Linked DNA regions of Mus musculus: region 1 is linked to region 2. A link is a contact called in public promoter capture Hi-C data. All regions are on one chromosome and are shown on one strand. Each heading gives the region's core, a stretch centred on a gene start, on an enhancer-like site or on the middle of the called end of the contact. The rest is flanking DNA. Distances are from core to core; before and after follow the strand shown. Region 1 holds the start of Chmp4c (charged multivesicular body protein 4C). Region 2 holds the start of C230057A21Rik (a long non-coding RNA gene).

Region 1 (6,362 bases), core at 202-2,701, 1.6 Mb after region 2:
GTCTATCTACACGTAGTTGATATCTATGACACATAGAGGGTGGACAACATATTACAGTGGTTACTACCAACTGTAAGAAGTAAGTTCCAGCTGGATTTCCCAGCATCATAGATACAGAACACACCCATCAAAGGGGAGGCCAAGTGTCCAGCAGTGGGGACAGCTGCACGATGAGATGTGACCAGGGAAGTAAGCGTAGAAACGTGCACTAGGCGCTTTCAGATAGTTAGCAAAATATTGGTGATGTCGGATACTTACCAAATGAGAGCAAAGTGTATGTTATTAACCATGCACTTTAAATAGCCAGTAAGATATGACAGGAGCCTGCAGCTATCTATTATGGAATGTGTGTGTGTGTGTGTGTGTGTGTGTGTGTGTGTGTCTTACTAGTAATCTTAATGTTCAATTTTTGGCAAAAATTCCAGCTAGATAGAGTGACGTTGGATACAAATGGATTAATTAGCCATGATGGCATGCAGATTGGTTTACTGGTCTTAGGATTGAAGGATGCTGTCTGTATCACAAATAGATTCTGATGATATTGATCAAATATGGCAGTGTGGCGTTTAAGGTGAATCATTGTAAACAGACTAAATGCCGCAGGCTGCTTCTTGGCAGTGTACTTCAAATAGGTTTCCAGTTGTATTCAAGCATCTAACCAAAGGCTTTTCTTCCCCTCCAAGAGGTGGGGCAGATAAAACCTCCATGGAGGAAAGATGATTTCTTTTTCTCCAGGGTATTTTCTACTCTCCGTTACTTGGATATCCATGTAAATGTGTTTGACAAAGACCCAAACACAAGAGTAGCCCCATTTAAGATTCAAATACACAGTAGTCACACTGTACACTTGGTATTCCTAATTATAGAAACGAATATGACCATCAAGCACGTACAGAAGTCTTTTGAGAAAAGAGGTGGCCACCATCTTCCACCTACTTGAAGTCTTGTGAAGATCAGCTTTTGGGACTGGCTGTCCTAGCCAGCACAGCCTCTGCTGTGCCCACACCGTCGTGGTGGGAGAGGTCTGTGTCCTGGATAGGACACATACTCAGAGGAACGTGGCAGAATATTCTTGTACATATGAAGAGATCGGAAACAGGAACATTGTGAACTCTCACACACTCTCAAAAGAGCACTTTGTATATCCAGGTAAGCCACCTGCTCTCAAGTCTTTTCGGCCTGGCTAGACACCCTCAGAGTTTGATGGATTTGCTTTTCTTTGAGCCACTTTCTCGGTAGTTTCTCCTGGATGTGTCCTAGTGAGATAAAGCAGTCCCTTGCTCCTGGCCAACTTTTCTCGGTTCCCTGACTCCCAGAGGGCGGTGGCGTCGGCTGCCCTGCCCCCCCTCCCGGGTAGTTATTCGAGGGCGGGGCCGAGCCCGGCCAGGAAATGCCCAAGAGTGGGTGTCACCTGCCGAAACAACTTGTTGATTCCCAGGAGCTCTGTCGGCTCCGACTGTGGCTTACCTGTCTCCAGAGCGCTGGGACGCTCGTCCCCCACTGCTCAGCCATGAGCAAGTTGGGTAAGTTCTTTAAAGGGACCCGCTCCTCCCGGGCCCGGGCGGCTCCCAGCGCCCAGGAAGCCCTGGCTCGCCTCCGGGAGACGGAGGAGATGCTGGCCAAGAAGCAAGAGTACCTGGAGAACCGAATCCAGAGGGAGCTCGCCTTAGCCAAGAAGCACGGCTCCCAGAACAAGCGAGGTAAGCTGCGCCCCAGGACATGCGTCTCTCACCCACTCTCAGCCCTTCCCTGGGGACCATCTTCATCTTGGAGTCTGAATCCCTCCAGGACTGCTGACTTGCCTTTCTAGGAACCGACCTGATCTCCAGGGCCTGGTGATTGAAGTGAGCTAAGCTAGGCACTTGCCAGGCTGGCAATATGTTTAACGCCAAAAATTCTAGTAATCAAGATGAGCAACATTATTATGTAATATTTAAATGACTCAAATCAATCCATGATGAGCCTGGAATCAAAACTTTAAAGTCAAAATGAATATTACTGACCATTTTTCTCTGGTCTTGAACTCATGTCTGGGATTTTAATGGTACTTCCTTTGCTAAAATTCGTTTTTATGTGCTATTTTGCTCATCGACTTTGTTTATTGTTTTTGAGTTTTAAGAATATTGCATTCAAAGGAAGTTTAACTTGTGAGAGTGTTTTCTGGTACCCACTTGGGCTTCACTTTTGGCTCACCACTTCCTAGCCCAGCTCTGTTGACTCCCATTGCACACCAGGTTTCTCCTGTAGGTTTGTGTTCAGGTCACATCCAGTGTCTGTGTAAATTCATCTTAGGTGACGCGTGTCCTGGGATGTTCTGGTTTATCTTGGTGCTCTGCTGTTGAAAACTTCAGTTGCCTGCTGTGCGGTTGTAATCTTTAAAAAAAAAAAAACAACAACAACAAAAAAAAAAACAGAATCAAGGCATTAAAGATTAAGTTTCCTATCTGGCTTTTAGTACACACAAAGGACTTTGAGTCAGAAATGACTTGGTGAAGCAGTCACGCCTTGAACCTTTTGCTCTTTGTCAGAGTTCATTTGTGCAGCATACTGCTTGCTCTGTAAGGATAGGTCTCAGCAGCTCACAGTGGTGCGTGCATGCAAACCCAGGGAGGAGAGGAGCGATGAGCTTTTAATACCAGGGCAGTGGAGGACAGCACCCCCCAGCAACTCCCTGCCCCAAACTGGAAGTGGCAATGGCTTTGCTTGCTCATCAACTCTGAGGATTTGTGACCCTGTGTCTGGCTTCTTTACCAGAAATGGTTGGTGGAAGGAACCTTTCTCCTCACGCCCTCCTCTTTCCCCCATCTCTCCTGTTCATCTTTCATGGTCTTGTGGGTACCGAGGGCAGAGCCCAGTGCCCCGTGCATGCCAGGCAAGTGGCACACCCTGTCCAGGTCAGTCACTGTGAGGCCCTGGGAAGGATTAGCTCATTCCGATGACACTCTTTTGTTCAACCCCGCCTCAGGGAGGTGACCTTGGCTCCGTATCTTCTTATAAAAGTGGGCCTGGATATACACGCTCTTGTCATCAGGACAAAAAGACCAAGTTTCATTCTTTGCTATTGCCTGTGACTTTAGCCACAGGACAGCATGGCTTAGAGTTAAGGACTGGTTTCTATTTTTATTCCATGTTGAGAATATTTTGGGAACTTATTCGGTGACATTTTCTAAAGAGAGACGGTGCCGTTGTTATAGCTGGCTATAAAGTCAGTGTTCGTGCTGTGACTCCAGTCTTCCTCACTGGCTAGCTGTGCACTCTGAATACTTGTGGAGTTTCTGTCACAGCACAAACACATGGTCATTTGTTTGGAACTGTGTGCTCCTTTGCTTCTAGTAGTAACTCAGTAAATGTCTATTTAATATGAGAATTTGAACATCTACTTCTAGGAATTTGTAAAAATGTAGATTTGCTTTCAGAGAGTGAAATGTAACACACTATGGGCTACATTGGTTCCCAGTGGCCTTAAGGTGTATCACAAGCTTACACGACAAACAAGGACAAAACATTTGAAGAGAATGCTGAGTACCAACCCAGCTTCCCTAAATTGGGGAAGTTACATATGCACTGTGAGCAAGCAGTAATTGGAGCAAGAATTGATTCATCATCATTTAGATATGAGAGTTCAATGTTGTTAGCCCAGGCCTGGGCTCCAGAGGTCCCGGGAATAAGCAGAGGCTGGCTTGCATGAGACCATCTTTAATATAAGCTATGGGTTGAATTTGGTCACAGTCCTATGCATTAGACGCACCATCAATAGAATCGCGTCTCCAAATAAACCCGATAACTCCAGACACACACAGCCATTCCCTTCCATTAGCTGCTAAGAATACTTTCAGATATATAGGAAAATAAGACCCAAATTACTGAGCACTACAAGGACCCTATGCTACATAATGGCACTGCTAGATTAGCTGTAATTTACATTGTAATCTGAGAGACACAATGTATTCTCCGTTGAAGCTTTACTTCCATAGATGGCCACCTAATGTGTCAAACATCCTAGCTGAATGTATTATATATTTCTGGTAGTATTATACCAGAAACCGCAAGTTCTTCAGTGATGAATGTCTCCACAGCAGAAACATAGACAGCATTTTGAATACCCAAAGGGAATTTTACTGGTGAAATGGTTAACTTTTATTTTTTGTTTATCTTTTCTTGTTTTTTAAAAGACCTAGAATTCTTTGACAGTGAAGACAACAAATAAAGCAGGGACAGCTGCTCTGAAACCCAAGCACTGAACTACAATGCTAAATAATTTGTGTCATAAGAACCATATGAACTTCCTTAAGAAACGAATTCAAGATGCTAATAAGCCCCCCCCCCCCCAAGGGAGGCTCCTGGAGTGTTGCTTCTGGGGTAAACAGAGGGCCTGGGAAGTGGATATTTCTCACTCAGGTTTCTGAATGACAAAAGAAAGAGAGAGAATAGGAAGGGGACAGACCCTCCAATTTGCCAGCTCTTTGACTGTCAAATCATAAATTGTTAAGTTTAATGGACATCACTCTGGTTCAGGGTGACCAGTCTGGCCTTGCATTCAAAGAGACCTGCTGTCCCTGAACTACAAATTCAGAGATTAAAGTCATGCATCACCACTCCTGGCTACTATATATGTATGTATGTGTGTATGTATGTATGTATGTATGTATGTGTGTGTGTGTGTGTGTGTATGTATGTATGTATGTATGTATGTATGTATGTATGTATGTGTGTATGTGTGTGTGTGTGTGTGTGTGTGTGTGTGTGTGTGTATGTATGTATGTATTGCATTTGGGGGCGAGCAATCAAGACAGGGTTTCCCTGTGTAACAGCCCTGATTGTCCTGGAACTTGCTTTGTAGACCAGACTGGCCTTGAACGGACAGAGATCTATCTGACTCGTCTCCTTTGTGCTGGGACTAAAGCTGTGTGCCACCATGCTTAGCCCTAGCTACTTTTTAAATAAGTGAAATACACGCCAAAAATAGACCTCACTGGTGAAATTACAAATACTCTAAATATGTGGATTGATTACAATGGCTTAGGGGTACTTTCCAGTTCTCCAGGTTTGAACAGGTGATGGGAATTTTTTGGATCCATAAATAAATATCAACATGGTACCTGTTTGATCTCAAATTGGGGACAATGTCTGGTCACTGGTTGGCATGGATTCTGATGGAATGTTCCCTCCATAGGGCATATTCCAGGGACTGTCACTGCCTGCTTTGGTATTTAAGCACCCTTAAGGATAGCGTTAGAGCTTCACTGATCTTGTAAATCAGATGAACAACTTACTACAGAATATTTGTTTAGCTACACACATGCTGATCCATTTTTCTCGAAAATTAGTTGAATTATAACTAGCAGTAAGGAAATGAATGAGTGGCTAACTCTGACCTCTGACCTCAGACTTCTTTAGAGGCTATCATTTGCCATGTTTCAGAAAGTCTGTGGAGTGCACAGAACCAAATGGCCTCTGCACCTGCAGTGTCACAATAGGCAAGGAGCTGATGATCCCAATGAGGAAACAGCTGGAGCAAGATTTATAATTTCATTAAAAGCTTCAGGAGGCCTGAGATGTTTAAGTACAGTTTATTCAGATTGCTAGAACTCTTGCTTAATACCTAGTGATCTGTTTTGGGCAAAAGCAGACTTATTATATATCACTTATTCTTTCCCGACTTCTTTATCATGTCACTGAGAGCAGTGTATGATCCCGTCTGTTTACTGAGGTCACCTGGACAGCAGTTCCTACCCCAGACTGACTGTTTGGAACTGGACTCAAGTATCAGATTTTCAAAAACAGGGCTTCCAGTTGCTCTGCCTTGTGTGGGAAATCTAAGTCCATTGTAATTTTCTACCGTTAATGATGTTGAAAATCTAGGTCTCTCCCTCTTCCTAGCTTCCCTAGTCCTTTCCCCATCCCAGGACCCAAGAGCAATGAGTATTTGTTTGCTTCTTTGAGATAGGGTAAGCATCCCAACTCTTGATGCCCCAGGCTGGTGGTCTCAGAAACTGACTTGAGTGAAATCTTAGCACACGTTAAGCCCATGTTGACATGTTGCTTGGGCTCCACCCCATAGAGGTGTCTGTGTCTGTATTTCTTCTTGAGGTGGTTTTTTGTTTGTTTGTCTTTGTTTTTGTTTTATGTCATCCCAGATAGATGGCTGGAATGCAATACTGCAGTTTAATTTTTATAATTTGACACAGAGTTCTGGGTGCTGTCATTCTGAGCCTCGGCTTTAGAGCAGTCAGCTCTTCTTTGGTTTGTAGTTCTCCCAGTAATTCTGCGCCCTGTTGTTCTCAGACCAGTCAGTTGGCCTGTCTAGTGACTTCTCATTTGGCAGTGAGAGCTCAGAGCCCTGTGGATGAGCGACATCACTG
Region 2 (6,297 bases), core at 1,134-3,633:
GGCAGAAACTAGATCAGCGAGTCACAGGATCCATCTACTGGATCCCAGCCAACCTGAGACTGCACTTCTCTTTGCACTGTGCTGCAAAGACAAGGGAGTGATTTGCTCATCGTAGGCTTGTTTGTTTGAATTATTTTATTTTTAATTTTGTAAACTTTACTAATTAAAAACTTGAAAATAAGTGAAAACAACACACACCAAAGGTAAGCAGAGCTGACTGCAAGAAATTGACACCATTTATGTCAGAGGATATAAAGCCAATCATTTTTCTAGTTCTAGTTATGTCATGGTGTTCTTTTTTGTTTGACTAGTGGGTAGGAGCATAGAAAGTAGTCGGTTCTTAAAGTATAAAATGTAGTGTGAAATTTCACAGTTTCCATTCCAGTGCCCATTCTAACTGTATGGATGCTCACTGAATTGTATAGATGTTGTGTCTGTTGAATTTCTGTGTATGATTTGGACGTTATCTTCATCTGTCACAAGGGAAAGAAGATGGCTCGAGATTAACTGGGACATTGCACCATGGAACGTTGGTCCCACACTGCTCATTCTGGGACTTAGCATTTAGTGTTGTCGTGGGTACAGTTTCGAAGAACTTACTGGTGAGCTCCCTCATCCCCTGTACCTCCACCTCAAGAGGCCTCCAAGTGAGACTGGGGAACTAGCAGGGAGAGAGAGCCCAGTTCTCCCTCATAGCTCAGCTTTGCTCTGCAGAGGTGCAGTCAGGCGGCTTTGCTCTGCAGAGGTGCAGTCAGACTTTTGCGACATCCTAGCTGTTTCCACTGTGCCACCCAAAGGTGACTCTAGTTCAGTGCCACCATGCACGGTTTTACACTAGACCTGTGATTACTTGCCCACTTTCATCTCATTTTGAACCAAGTAACTGTAATCGGGGACTGTTTTAATAATCCAGCAAGCCAGATATGGCTCTTATAACCTCAGCACTGGGATGCTGAGGCAGCATGGCAGGGTGAGTCAAGCCTCTCACACAAACACCAACAGCAATCAAATTAAAAGAAGACTGTGGGATGTAGCTGGCTTCTTAGTGTTTCCCCGTCTTTTATGACTCCCCTGCGCTCCACCCAGCCTCGCTTGTAGCTTGCCCTTGCTGGCCTGGGGAAGTGGATGCAGAAGAATCAGAACCAAGTTTGTCTTTAGCTACAACATTCTGAATTGAGTCCAGCCTAGGCCTACATGAGACCCTCAGAGATCTGTCTGCCTCTGCCTCCTGAGTGCTAGGCTTGAAGGCGTTTGCCACCACCACCCCGCACTGGTCTTCCTGTCTTATTCTGCCTGAATCCAGAGCCTTGTTCAAGCCAGGATGGCACTCTACCCACTGAGCCACACCTTCCTACATCAGGGCGTTCTTTAATTATAATTTTTAAATGCCTTGGTCATGGAGAATTGAATAGCTAATTCACCCCTTAAAAACAAAATTTCCTAGAAATATTTAACGCCATTAGTAAATAGACTTTGGCATTTTACCAATTAGGAATTATTTACTTTTAAATAGTCAGTATGTGGGGCTGTTTGCACTAACCTGGATAATTTTTTTTAAGCAAAGACAAATGATAAAATATGGAAATGCAGTTTGCATACTTTAAAATCATTATTCTTGCTAAAAAAATTTCAGCTAAAAATATAAATCAGGACAGACAACTGATAGTAGCACATGCTTCATAGGTTTTATCACTGTTGCTCAGACCACACCCTGGAGGGAGAGACTTCTGAACATTGAGATGCCCCGTCTTAAACCTTTGGAGATTGCCATAAAGTCCAGGTGACCCTCACAGATGCAAAATGACACAAAGCACGATTCCAATTCTGAAAATTGTTAAAAATACAAACCCACACCTAACTTCCAAACATTACCATCAGGCTGTGGCCATCCACTTCCTCTTTCCTCTTGACCCTTAGTAACATCCGCGGATGGACTGTTCTCTGTTCTTTCACTGGGGCCGTTGGATGATGGGATGTAGCAGCCAGGGCAGTGCACGACAGGCCGGAGGGGCTCAGCCTCTCTCTGCCAAGCCCTGTGGATAACGGATGGGCTGTCAGCAGTGTGGCTGACACGGCCCACACTCCCCTCCACAGGCTTCTTTCCCAGTGGACAGTCTGGCCAGCTGTCTGGGCAGCAGGAGAAGTCGTTCATCTCCAAGTGAGACCTGTGGGAAAATCCTCACTGGCCCATAATTGATTCCACTCTGCCAGCCCCATCACTGAAAGCTGCACTGAGACTAGCAGCGGCTGGGGAGGGCAGCTTGCTAGGGGCTGCTGGGCCGAGAGTAAAGGCCGTTAAGGCCGCCTGCAATTAACACTAATCTCAAAATTGGCCTCTGACAGCAAAGACTAGCACCTGACAGCTAATTACTTGTGTCAGGCTGATGTGCACTTCATATGGAAAGGATATTTATCAGAGACTGGCGTCACCCCTCCTCCATTTAGATTGGTTCTTCTTAGCAGGAGAAGTGAGGAATTGTTCTGGCTTCCTTCCCAGAAGTCCTGGAAGTTCTCAGAGTTGATCTCATAGAAAGGCTAACCTTTGTAGGGCCTGGTGCAAGGGCTGCTGAACCATTTCACCTGTGCTGAAGGCAGTGACAGCAATAGGCAATGCAGCTCAATGTAGCAATGGCAGATGGAGAGTCCAGCTAAGCTGCTCACCATAAGAGCCTCACCATGGAGAGAACTCATACATGGCTTATTTTGCAAATGGAATTCTGAAAGTCAGCTGCCTTGGTGAGTTTTCAATGTTTTCACAAAGTTTCATGTAGCTTCTAGAACATGTATGTGTGACACACATGGGTGTATTTCATTAAGAGGGTGGTTTAAGTTGCCTTCCCAATAATAAAAGTGAGTGGGGGGGGGGAGCTGGGGAAGAGCTGGGATGGGGGTTGGGGGGAATCGGGTGGGGGTTGGGGGAGTGTCCATAGGACTGTGGCAACCCATTGTAAACTCCAGTCCACACACATTTAGTTCTTCACATTGGTTGATTTAGTGTGTGTTTTTATAGGTTTATGTGTAAGACACTTTTGTCTGCACACCTACAAGTGGCATCAGATTCCATTACAAACAGTTGGGCAGCACTTGGTAGTGCTGGGAATTGAACTTGGAATCTCCAAAAGAGCAGCCAGAGCTTTTAACTACTGTGTCATCTCTCCCGGCCCCTGTGAGAAGCCTGCGTGCGGAAGCACACAGGTGGAGCCTACGTTTGTATGGAATAGACAGCAGCTACCAGGCTGAGAGCCAGAAAATAGCCAGGAGGCAGGCAGGCAAAGGAGAGGCTCGGAGGCAGTGGAGTGCAGAGAAAGGAAGGCCATGTATCCAGTGCCTGCTATGGGGAAAATCAGCTGGGCTGAAGCCTAGCAGGAGTCTGACCAGAACGAGGCTGATGAGCAAGACCCGTGGTCAGCCTTCCCAAGGCTGCACCCGAAGGTTTCCATTTCAGCACTTTACTTTTTAAAATTAATTAATTAATTAATTTATTTATTTGTTTTACTTTAACTAGGCCTGAATTTCACTTCTGGTCTCAATGTTCTGTTGAAGACCATACCAAAGAAACCGCTGAGAGACAGCAGGCCACAGTCCTGTGTCTCGGCTGGCTGAGTCCTCGAGTGTTAACTTTTTGTTTATAAAATGTCGTCTTCCCCATTCAACTCCATCTCCTCCATCCATGTAAATCTCAGTTTCAAAGGATTCTCTTCCCCAGCCCTGTGCTAGGGGCGAGGAGATAGCAGGAGCTCTGTGAGATTTCCCAAAGCCCGTGTGTCTTGAACAGAGAGCAAACAGGAAACAGGTCTTCTGAAAACCCAGGAAGGTAGAACTTGTAACTGTTTAAAACGTCAGAATTTTCCAAGTCATCATTTATATGAATTTTGAACGAATTTTGAATTTTTAATATCATTTATTTATACGTGTACACAATGTGTCTCCATAGTTTCCGGCACCCCCACCCCCCCACACACACACACCCTCTCACTCCCACAGGAATGATGTGTTTCATAGTCAAAGAAAGTATGACGCCATCCAGACCTTCATGACATAGAGCCATGGGGATAAGATAATCGGGCTTGCGCATTGAGTCCTTGGAGTCTCTGGGGCTGAGCTCAGGCTTTGTGTGGTGAGTGAGTCTTCTCACTGCTGTTTCCAAATACATAGCAAGAAGCAGCTGAAGTGGCTGGAGACGTGGCCCAACAGGTGGGGGAGCTTGCTACTCTGTCTCGGGAGCTGACACCCAAAGTCACCTATAAGTCAAGTTCCAGGACCTTAGGAGCACCTGAACACAGGTGCAAAATACTCATGTCACAGGGGCATGTGCCAGTGAGAACAGTAACTATCATCTTACAAAGAAACAATGTAAAAGAGTTTAAGATGACCATAGTCCATCTTGGTAAAGAAAGATGGCAGCAGGAGTGTGAGCTGGCCCGGGATCCCTCCCTCCCTGGAATTTCACTGGATTAGGGAGCAGAAAGAAGACAGGAAGCAGGGTAGAGGGGAGAATTGTAAAACTTAGTGACTCGCCTCTTCTAGAGAGGCCCCACCACAAAAGCTTACACAGTCACTCAAAACAGCATCATCAGCAAATACACAACCCTGGGGGCTGGGGGGGTGGGGGGAGGGGTTGCCGCACAGGCCTGAGCACATGGACAGAGCCGTTGCTTCCTCAGAACAAGCTGTGCAAAACAGTTCTGCTCTTTGCAAATCAAGTTACTGAGATGGTAAGGAGTTAGAAGCTGGGGAGATGGCCCAGTAAATAGAGACACTTAATGTGCCAGCCTGGGAACCTGGGTGCGCGCGCACACACACACACATCTCACACAGGCAAATGACCACATCAGGCAGCCAGAACAAATCTGGCTAGAATGTTCTGCAGCTCCCGTGGGCCACATTTGTAGGTAGTAAGCTCGATTAGCCTGTATCATTTCAGAACAGATCCATCCTCCCAGGCCCACATTTTCCGTGTCTTGGTAGACTTCTCAACACAAATGCAATGACTACTCCAATCCTACTGCACCTGCCCCCAAGGGAGCCAGATCCTTCCAGAAGTTTGAAAGGAAACCCTAAAAGCCTTCTCAGATTTAGTTCTCAAAGGTCAAGACACAGCTAACAAAACAGACAGTGGGGCCGGCCACTTCTTGCGAACACAGGCCATGAGAGGGATGAGCCTAAGAGAAATCAACCATGGGAATGGATGCACCATCCTCAGCGCATGCGCCCAGTTCTGCTCTCAGCGCATGCGCCCAGCACTGCTATGACTGTAACTGGGCCCGAGTGGCTGAATTATGACTGCCGTCAAGCCTGGCTAGTGCTCAAGGAGCTTTACCGTCGCGGAAGTCCTGTCAAGTCTCCAGGCACCAGCACAAAATAAGTCTAAAACGAGTTATAACAGAGAATCGGGAGTCCGGCTCAGACACAAAACCAAAAGGAAAGAAAACAACTTTACACCCTGGGTCATGCCCAGCAGACTCCTGCTCTGAAACTTTCTCAGAACACAGAGCCCACAGCTCCACTCAAATGACCCCTGAGTTGGGGACTCTTGTCAAGGTGATGTCAGCAGCAGCTTCTGCGGAAGGCAGGTGCTACTGTTGCCATCTCTAACAGGTCATTAAGTTTGCTTTCCTAATCACCCACTTGACAGGCAGAAAGAGAGCACTGACCAGAGTGGCCAAGCTGAGGCCTGCACTTGGCCCCCTGCTCTGGCCTGGAAGAGGACTCCCCATGTAGGCTTTTTTTAGGCACACCAATGGAAATAATCAGATAGTCTCTTGGCCCCAAGTGAGATCTCAGTCCCACAGTTCCTGGGGGCTGTGTAACATGAAACCAAGCCTGTGACATATTCAGTTCACTCCAGCTTTAGTTTATTTTGTTTAAGAATAGGGACTCACTTCCTGAAACTCACTAAGTAGCCCAGGCTGGCCCCAAACTCACAGCAATCCGAGTGTCTCAGCCATCCAAGTGGTGAGATCACCACAGTGAGCCACCATACCCAGCTCAGTCCACGTTTGTCTCTAAACACTTTTTGGCCATCACCAAGATGAGTATTATCAAAGCCCCACTCCCCTTTCATCTCTCCATCACTCAGTGTTAACAAACAGAATAACATCTCCAGTATCAGGAGTAAAGGCTGTAGTTGTAGAGTTTTGCTTGGCTTTTGTGACATGAGTTTGTGCCAATTCTCTTATAGATGGTGAGGTGATATGACTTTTGATTTATGTACAATCTATATAATCTGTTCTATATAATATATAAAGGGCTCTATTCAAGCTGAGCATGGCAGTTGTGTCTCTAACTCAGCACTTG

The links. Capture Hi-C pulls out chosen DNA fragments and counts their contacts.
Region 1: a contact with region 2 is called in a promoter capture Hi-C map of liver, with 7 times the contacts expected there. The contact joins the promoter of Chmp4c here to the promoter of C230057A21Rik in region 2.

The regions. Positions count from the first base shown.
Region 1 is chr3:10,365,522-10,371,883 of GRCm38.p6, forward strand. Chmp4c (charged multivesicular body protein 4C) reads left to right here and starts at 1,452. Exons shown (of 5, transcript NM_025519.2): 1 at 1,452-1,700. The coding sequence starts at 1,511.
Region 2 is chr3:8,734,256-8,740,552 of GRCm38.p6, forward strand. It overlaps C230057A21Rik (a long non-coding RNA gene), which reads right to left and starts at 2,384. Exons shown (of 3, transcript XR_878672.2): 1 at 1,873-2,384.